Regions from separate parts of the Sus scrofa genome. Here region 2 is linked to region 1. Evidence: chromatin contacts called from public HiChIP or PLAC-seq data. All regions are on one chromosome and are shown on one strand. Each heading gives the region's core, a stretch centred on a gene start, on an enhancer-like site or on the middle of the called end of the contact. The rest is flanking DNA. Distances are from core to core; before and after follow the strand shown. Region 1 overlaps RAPGEF1 (rap guanine nucleotide exchange factor 1). Region 2 has its middle 6.8 kb from the start of RAPGEF1.

Region 1 (3,703 bases), core at 565-3,064:
CTCGCACTGAGGGAGAGCGGGGCGGAGGGGTCTCTGCCCCCTGGTGTCCCTGTCGTCGCCTCCCTGCCTGTGACTTCCTACGCCCACCTTCTTTGGCTGCCTCTGCCTCACCCCCTTCTCTGTGTGGTTTCGCAGGGTGACGACGGGCCAGACGTCCGTGGAGGGTCTGGCGACATCCTGCTGGTCCACGCCACCGAGACGGACAGGAAAGGTAGGGCAGTGGCCTGGGTGTGGGAGCTTTCGCCGAAGCCAGCGCGGGCTCCCTCCACTGCCGCGGCCCCTCCCTCCCTTTCTCTCCTCGCCACCAGCCCTGAGCCATCGGAACAGCGGTCCCGGTGCTGCTGGGTCACTGTGGGGAGAGCCCACGCTGGGCACAGGTGACTCGCATTCAAAGCCAGGCACGCTACTTCCCAGCCTCTCGGGGCGTGTCCTCGGTTGGTGCCGGCTCGCGGGGACCCCAGGACCTCCAAGGGGGCGAGTTCCCCGTGCGGAGCTTGACCTCTTGTCCCAGCGCGTTCAGCAGCCTAAAGGTCACGTCGCTGTGCGGGTAGCTTTTGATGCCTCTCCTGATAATTGGCCCGTCAATGCTCCAGACTGCTAGCCTGGGCCTAACATGCCCGCTCAGGGGCTTCCTGGGGCAGCACTCTGTCCAGGAGCTGTCTGTCTCACAGCGCATTACCTCTGCAGGATGGGGTCCCCCCCTCAGCATGGAGACACCCCATTCTGGGTCCCAATTCTCTGAGGGGGCCGGAAAAGCAGGGTGGACTCTGCCAGCGAAAGAGCAGTCTTTCCAGGTTGTGTTCTGGAAGGAAGAAGAGAAGGGGGTTGTGAAGACAGTGCCCATGACCTTGGTCAGGACGGCAGGGGCACTGCAGTGCCCACACGCCCCTGCCAGGCCTGGCCTCTCTCCACACTCACTTTCTTTTTACGTTTTTTTGTTAGTTTGTTTTTGCTTTTTTAAGGGCCATACCTATGACACATGGAGGTTCCCAGGCTAGGGGTTGAATCAGAGCTGCAGCTGCTGGCCTACACCACAGGCACAGCAATGCAGGATCTGAGCCAGGTCTGCGACCTACACCACAGTTCAGGGCAACACCAGATCCTTAACCCACCAAGCGAGGCCAGGGATCGAACCCACAACCTCATGGTCCCAGTCAGATTTGTTTCTGCTGCGCCACAACAGGAACTCCTCTTACATTTTTTAAATTATTAAAAAGATGGTGGAACAGCGACGTTAAATTAAGGTGGGGAGGAACGGAAGCACCCCAGTCTTGAACCCTAACCCCCCGATTTTATTTTTGTAAACGACTTTGTCCCCCTGTTTTTGCAGCAAATGTCTCCAGCGTGTTACTTAGATGGTTCTGGGAGTTTGTAATTATGAAGGTAGCACAAAAACGATTGTTTACATTGCAGAAAATTTGAAAAAGAGAGTAAAAGGAGAAATGGCTCCCCCAAACTCAGCTGGCCACGCTTCTGCCCTCCAGGCTTCTTCTGACCCAAGCAGAGCGTGGTTCTGAACTTTGAGTTTGAATCCTGGCTATGCTGTTTGCAGGCTTAGGCAACCGCCAGGCACAGCCCTGCTCGGCCTCCACTGGCTCAGATTTTTGAGAGTGCCCAGCACACGTGAAGCTTGAGTGAGCTAACCTGAGACATGCCTGGCACATAGGAAGTGCTGGGGCCTCTCTGTTCCCATCCCAGGAACAGCATGTGCCCTGCTTCCTGCAGTGGACGCGCCCGCGTTCTCAGCTTGGCGTGAGAAACAGTTCTCATTCTTGTCCAGAAGTAAAAGGCTGGAACGGGAGCTGGCTCAGTCCTCGGCTCTGAGCAGGGAACTCTGCTGTCCTGCCAGGTGCAAGCAGCTGTAGCCAAGGCCAGAGGGAGCCCCGCAGGCCGGGCAACCCCAGAACCTTCCAGTCTGTGCCCATTGTGCCTGGAAGGGGGGCCCTGCTGCCCACTGGGGCTTCCACTCTGTCTCATCAATGGAAAGATGTTGAGGCTCCAGGGAACCAATGTCCTTTGTACCTGGGCTGAATCGTTGAGGCAGAGGCCTTGGGCCACGCAAGCTCCTTAGGCAGGTTGCTTCCTGTGGACCAGTGGCTGGAAGGCCCCGTGGCTCAGGGGTGCAGGTCTGGGCCCTTCTTCCAAAAGCAGGGGTTGTCTTGTGCTGGACCCACACTTTGTCTTTGCAGAGAAGCCCAACTTGACAGTGAGCTGGGCAGGCTTGGGGTCCAGGAAGGGGCCCAGGCCCAGTGCTGCTGGACCCTGCTGTGGCTCCAGTGCTGGCTCCGCCCGCCGGGCCCACGCGAACACACCCCAGACGCGGGTGCTGCTCTTCCTCGCGTCCTGGCAGGGGGACGGAGGCCGGGGCTCTGCTGAGCTGGAGGAGTGGGGATCCTCAAGATTCCTCTGCCAGCGACTTGGGGTGACTGAGGGAGGAGAGGGAAGGCGGCCTGTGTGCACACGCTCAGCCTCTCAGTGGGGACCCAGACTTGGGGGCCAGTTGGGACTCGAACCTCAGCCCCAGCATGGGGTAACTGAAGTTCACGAGCCGGGCCAGGTCACTCGTCTCCAGAAGTGACCTGCGCCGGAAACTCCTGCCTTCTCCTTGTGCCAGACTGTGCGGTCGAAGGGCGTGTCCCAGGGCCATTGTCAGTCTGGAAAGGTCGGACTCCCGGGCCAGAGCCAGCCCCTCCAGAGGGAGGGGGGTGCTGCTGCCAGCTCAAATCCAGCGGCAGAGCCAGGCTCCTCCCAGGCACCCCGCCTCCCCTGGCACCAAAGCGTGCTCACGTGTATGTTCTAGCAGTGTGCCAGGCTTGGCACCTTCAACCCATTCTGAGGTCTCTCAGTAGCTGGACATTCCCAAGGGTTTTGTTCTGGGTCCTGCTCTCTAAAAGCCTTGCCTGTGATTGAGCTTCAGAGTCCCGCTAATGAGTTTGAATTGTATTCTCTACGCCCACGATGGTGATTAAGAGTCTTTGAATTGGCGGTTTTGTCATGGCTCAATGGTTAACAAATCTGACTAGGAACCATGAGGTTGCGGGTTCGATCCCTGGCCTTGCTCAGTAGGTTAAGGATCCGGCATTGCCATGAGCTGTGGTGTAGGTCACAGACGCAGCTCGGATCTGGTGTGGCTGTGGCTGTGGGTAGGCCTGCAGCTGCAGCTCCGATTCAACCCCTAGCCTGGGAACCTCCATATGCTGTGGGTGCAGCCCTGAAAAGACAAAAAAAGAAAAAAAAAGACTCTTTGAATCATCAAGTCTTGGGACAAACCAGAATTTCTGAGGTCTAATCAGAGGTGGCACATCCCTGAAGCATCTGTCTTGGTCCCTGGCCAGGGGCAGGCATCACTAACCAGCGTCCTTGCGTCTAGATCTGGTGCTGTACTGCGAGGCCTTCCTCACCACCTACAGGACCTTCATCAGCCCCGAGGAACTCATCAAGAAGCTGCAGTACAGATATCCTTGCCCGGCCCCCGCCCTGGCTCCACCCCGCGCTCCACAGAGCCTCCTGGGTTCGGGGGAAGGGCCTGCGTGCCCGCTCGGCCCTCGCGCAGGGAGCTGTGTCGCCACGGTGGGCAGCAGTGATGAGCTGCTCAGCCCTGCGCTGCCGTGTCCTAGCTTGGGGCCTCAGGCAGGGCTTCTCTGGGCCTCATTCCTCACCTGTAAAAGGACTGAGGGACGTCATGTGAGGTGCCCGGAGCACG
Region 2 (3,703 bases), core at 579-3,078, 130 kb before region 1:
CACGACGGGAACTCCGTGTTGATACTTTTTAAAAATTGGAAACCAAATAAGTGCCCATGGAGAGGAGGATGCTTAAACACTCTGGTACATTCATGCAAAGGAATGCTACACAACTGCTAAAAAGTGTCAGGAAGATCTATATGTATTGGCATGAAAGGTGTTCTCCTGTCTCTCCCTCTTTCTCCCTCTCTCTACTTGAAGATTTGTAAAATGATAGTACATTGCTTTTAAAAAAATCCATCTATCTAATCTCCCTTCCTATGCAGGGCCATTGGAAGGGGGCCATGGGAAGGAGCAATACTCTGTTCCAAGCAGCTCTTCAGGGACCCAGCTCCTTCCTCCTTCCACACTTTGTCAGCAGCAGAAAAAGAAGAGAGGGAGCTCCCTTGCGGCATAGTGGGTTCAGGATCCAATGTCATCACTGCAGTGTCTCAGGTCACTGCTGTGGTGAAGATTTGATTCCTGGCCTGGGAACTCCCACATGCCACAGATGCAGCAAAAAAGAAGCAGCCCCAGAAGCAGAAGCAGGGGGTGGTGGGGAGGAGAAGGAGAAGAGAGAGCAGAGATCAGGTGTGGGAGATTTTTATGGGCTGGGCTTGGAAGTGAATCATTGCTTCAACCACATTCCATTGTGCGACCTTGAACATACGGCCGCATCTCATGGCAAGGGGAGGCTGGGTAATGTCATCGAGCTGTGTGCCAGCACGTAGACTTGGTGAGCAGCTAGCTAGCCTCGGTCACACCGGCTGATATGTACCTTTTAAACCAATTCATATAAAAAACCGTGTGTGTACAGTTATATGTATACCGATACATATACATTGCTTTTAAGGGTTCGAATCAGAACCACAGCTGCTGACCTATGCCACAGCCACAGCAACACGGGATCCAAGCCACATCTTCAACCTACACCACAGCCCATGGCAACACCAGATCCTTAACCCACTGAGCGAGGCCAGGGATCGAACCCACAACCTCATGGATCCTCGTCCGGTTCATTAACCCCTGAGCCATGAAGGGAACTCCCTGAACAGTTATATTTTTAATAGGGAAAATCTGGAAGGATGTATGTTAAGCCGTTACCTGTCATGAGTGAAAGGGAGACCTTCACTCTTACGTGTCTATATGTTATTTTTCAAAATGAGGGCACGTGTTTTCTGGGATTAACACTCCAAAATTTGTAAAGTGATAGTGTGTTACTTTTTAAAAAATGAGGAGTTCCCGTCGTGGCGCAGTGGTTAACGAATCCGACAAGGAACCATGAGGTTGCGGGTTCGATCCCTGCCTTGCTCAGTGGGTTAACGATCCAGCGTTGCATGAGCTGTGGTGTAGGTTGCAGCGCGGCTCGGATCCACGTGCTGTGGCTTGGTGTAGGCGGTGGCTACAGTTCGATTCGACCCTAGCTGGGATCTCCATATGCCGGAGCCCAAGAAAGAAAACAAAAAAAAAAAAAAAAAAAAAAAAAGATCCTGCATTGCTGTGAGCTGTGGTGTAGGTTGCAGACTCGGCTCGGATCCCGCGTTGCTGTGGCCCTGGTGTAGGCCGGCAGCTATAGCTCCAATTAGACCCCTGGCCTGGGAACCTCCACATGCCACGGGAGCGGCCCTAGAAAAGGCAAAAAGACAAAAAAAAAAAAAGTCTTTGACCGAGTGGGGTTTAGGATTCTGAATGCTCACTAGGGGGCAGGAGAGACATGTGTGTGTTTGTGTGTGTGTGTGTGTGTGTGTGTGTGTGTGTGCGCGCGCGCGCGGCCCGTGCTCTTTGCCGGTGGTTGTTTACTACATTTCTTGCACAATTTCCTCCTCGGGCAGACCAGCTGTAATGTCTGCGGGACTGTTTAAGGAAGTGACAGCACCCAGGCTGCTCATGCCGGTGGGCTTCAGCTGAGGGCTCAACCATCCCGTGTTAACTGAATCCTCAAGGATTTATGTGTCATGATTGAAAATGAGCCTGTTTTGACCTAGAATCTACCTCGTCTCATTTCCAGACGAGCACCCATTTGCTAAATCATGTTGCTTTCTTAAAATAGGAAAGAAAAAAGAAAATGGGTCTGTTTCATAGCAGCTGTTGAGCACCCAGAGCAAGAGGTCTATTAACTTGCCTGAGAAAAGGCCAAGGAACCACGAAGCCCGTCCTGCCTGCTCTGCTGGGGTTGGTCTGGCGGTGCCACATGTACAGCGGCAGTGATAACCCAGACATCTGTCCCCACCTTTCTGAGGATGTCTGTGGACCTTTCCCAGTTTCCTGAGCTTGGCAAACAGATCAGAATTAAAGCCATTTGGGGGGGGATGTGGGGGACCGGTGCTCAGGGGAATGAATTATGAGCAAAATCTTGACAAAACCGCAATCACTAATGACATTTAAAGACATCAAGGAGTTCCCACTGTGGCTTAGCGGAAACAAATCTGACTAGGAACCGTGAGGTTGCAGGTTCGATCCCTGGCCTCGCTCAGTGGGTTAAGGATCCAGCATTGCAGGGAGCTGTGGTGTAGATCACAGACGAGGCTGGGATCTGGCGTTGCTGTGGCTGTGGTGTAGGCTGTCAGCCATAGCTCCAATTCAATCCCTGGCCTGGGAACCTCCACATGCCGTGGGTGCAGCCCTAAAAAATAAGAACATTAAAAAATAAAAAATAAGAGTTCCCCTCGTGGCTTAGTGGGTAACGAATCCGACTAGGAACCATGAGGTTGTGGGTTCGATCCCTGGCCTTGCTCAGTGGGTTAAGGATCCGGCATTGCTGTGGCTCTGGTGTAGGCCGGCGGCTACAGCTCTACTTAGACCCCTAGCCTGGGAACCTTCATATGCTGCAGGAGCGGCCCAAGAAATGGCAAAAAGACAAAAAAATAAAATAAAAAATAAAGACACTAAAGCATTCATCTCCTCTATTTGGACTTTCCTGATGCTCCCAACTGAGGTGAGTGAGTACATGCACACGCACAGACGGCACGGTGGCCGGCCCGGAAAGTTCTTCAGAGCCGGTCTCACAGGAGAGTTGGGCCCCAGAACTCCCCCTCCCCCCAACCCCCTTGAAACTCCTTGAAGCTCTTGTTTGTCTTTGTTTTTCTCATGAGGCCCAGTACACTGAGGACATGCAACCTATGCGAATGGATTGGAATTGAGCTGAACTGCATTGATTTGAACAAGGGTGTAGAGTACTTTTACTTTCACGCTTCCTGTAAAGGACCGCGGGCTACCTGAAGATGAGTCTGAGTGAGGGAAGTTGCAGCACAGTGGTTAAGAATGTGAGCCTGGAGCGGGCTGACCACTAACTAGAAATCTAGTTAACTTATTGTCTCTCCGAAACCCACTCAGCCAAGGGGGATTGACATTCTCTGGAAAAGATGGACGTGTCTGCCCTTCTTTGGACCAGCAAGGTCAGATTCCAGCCGCTGTTTGTACTGTTTGTAACCCCGCCCACCTGGCCGGCCCCGATTGGGCCAGGGATGCGTCACTGACTGGAGCTAGACCAATCAGATCATCTCTCCTCGAATTCAGGTTTGGGAATAAGCATCCTTCAGAGGTCTGGCCTGTTGGCTGAGGTGGGAGAAGAGGGGACCTGGGCTGGGTGGATGAGTTGCCGGGTGTACAGTTCAGGCACTGATAAGGTGTTGCATTTCCTTCCCTTCGCTACTACCCGTTAGACACCCTCATCTTTCTTTTTTTTTTTTGCTTTTTTTTTTTTTTTGCTTTTTAGGGCCGCACC

Evidence for each region. HiChIP or PLAC-seq counts read pairs in DNA pulled down with a chosen protein or histone mark.
Region 2: an H3K27ac HiChIP or PLAC-seq map of skeletal muscle shows a contact between it and region 1. The contact joins two enhancer-like sites. A contact is called at or near these places in 1 of 5 promoter capture datasets (liver), 25 of 47 Hi-C or Micro-C datasets (alveolar macrophages, blood, brain and 14 more) and 2 of 2 datasets of contacts at active chromatin or transcription factors (alveolar macrophages and skeletal muscle).

Annotation. Positions count from the first base shown.
Region 1 is chr1:271,503,657-271,507,359 of Sscrofa11.1, reverse strand. RAPGEF1 (rap guanine nucleotide exchange factor 1) reads left to right here. Exons shown (of 26, transcript XM_005654593.3): 16 at 136-211; 17 at 3,371-3,455. Among named protein-coding and RNA genes, the nearest start is that of UCK1, 52 kb to the right of the region's middle. Within about 2 kb of position 1,814, at least 8 of the 83 cell types and tissues checked have an H3K27ac peak or open chromatin away from gene starts, as enhancers often do. A contact at or near this core is called in omental adipose tissue and skeletal muscle, where this site is marked.
Region 2 is chr1:271,629,581-271,633,283 of Sscrofa11.1, reverse strand. No RefSeq gene overlaps it. Among named protein-coding and RNA genes, the nearest start is that of RAPGEF1, 6.8 kb to the right of the region's middle. Within about 2 kb of position 1,828, at least 42 of the 83 cell types and tissues checked have an H3K27ac peak or open chromatin away from gene starts, as enhancers often do. A contact at or near this core is called in omental adipose tissue and skeletal muscle, where this site is marked.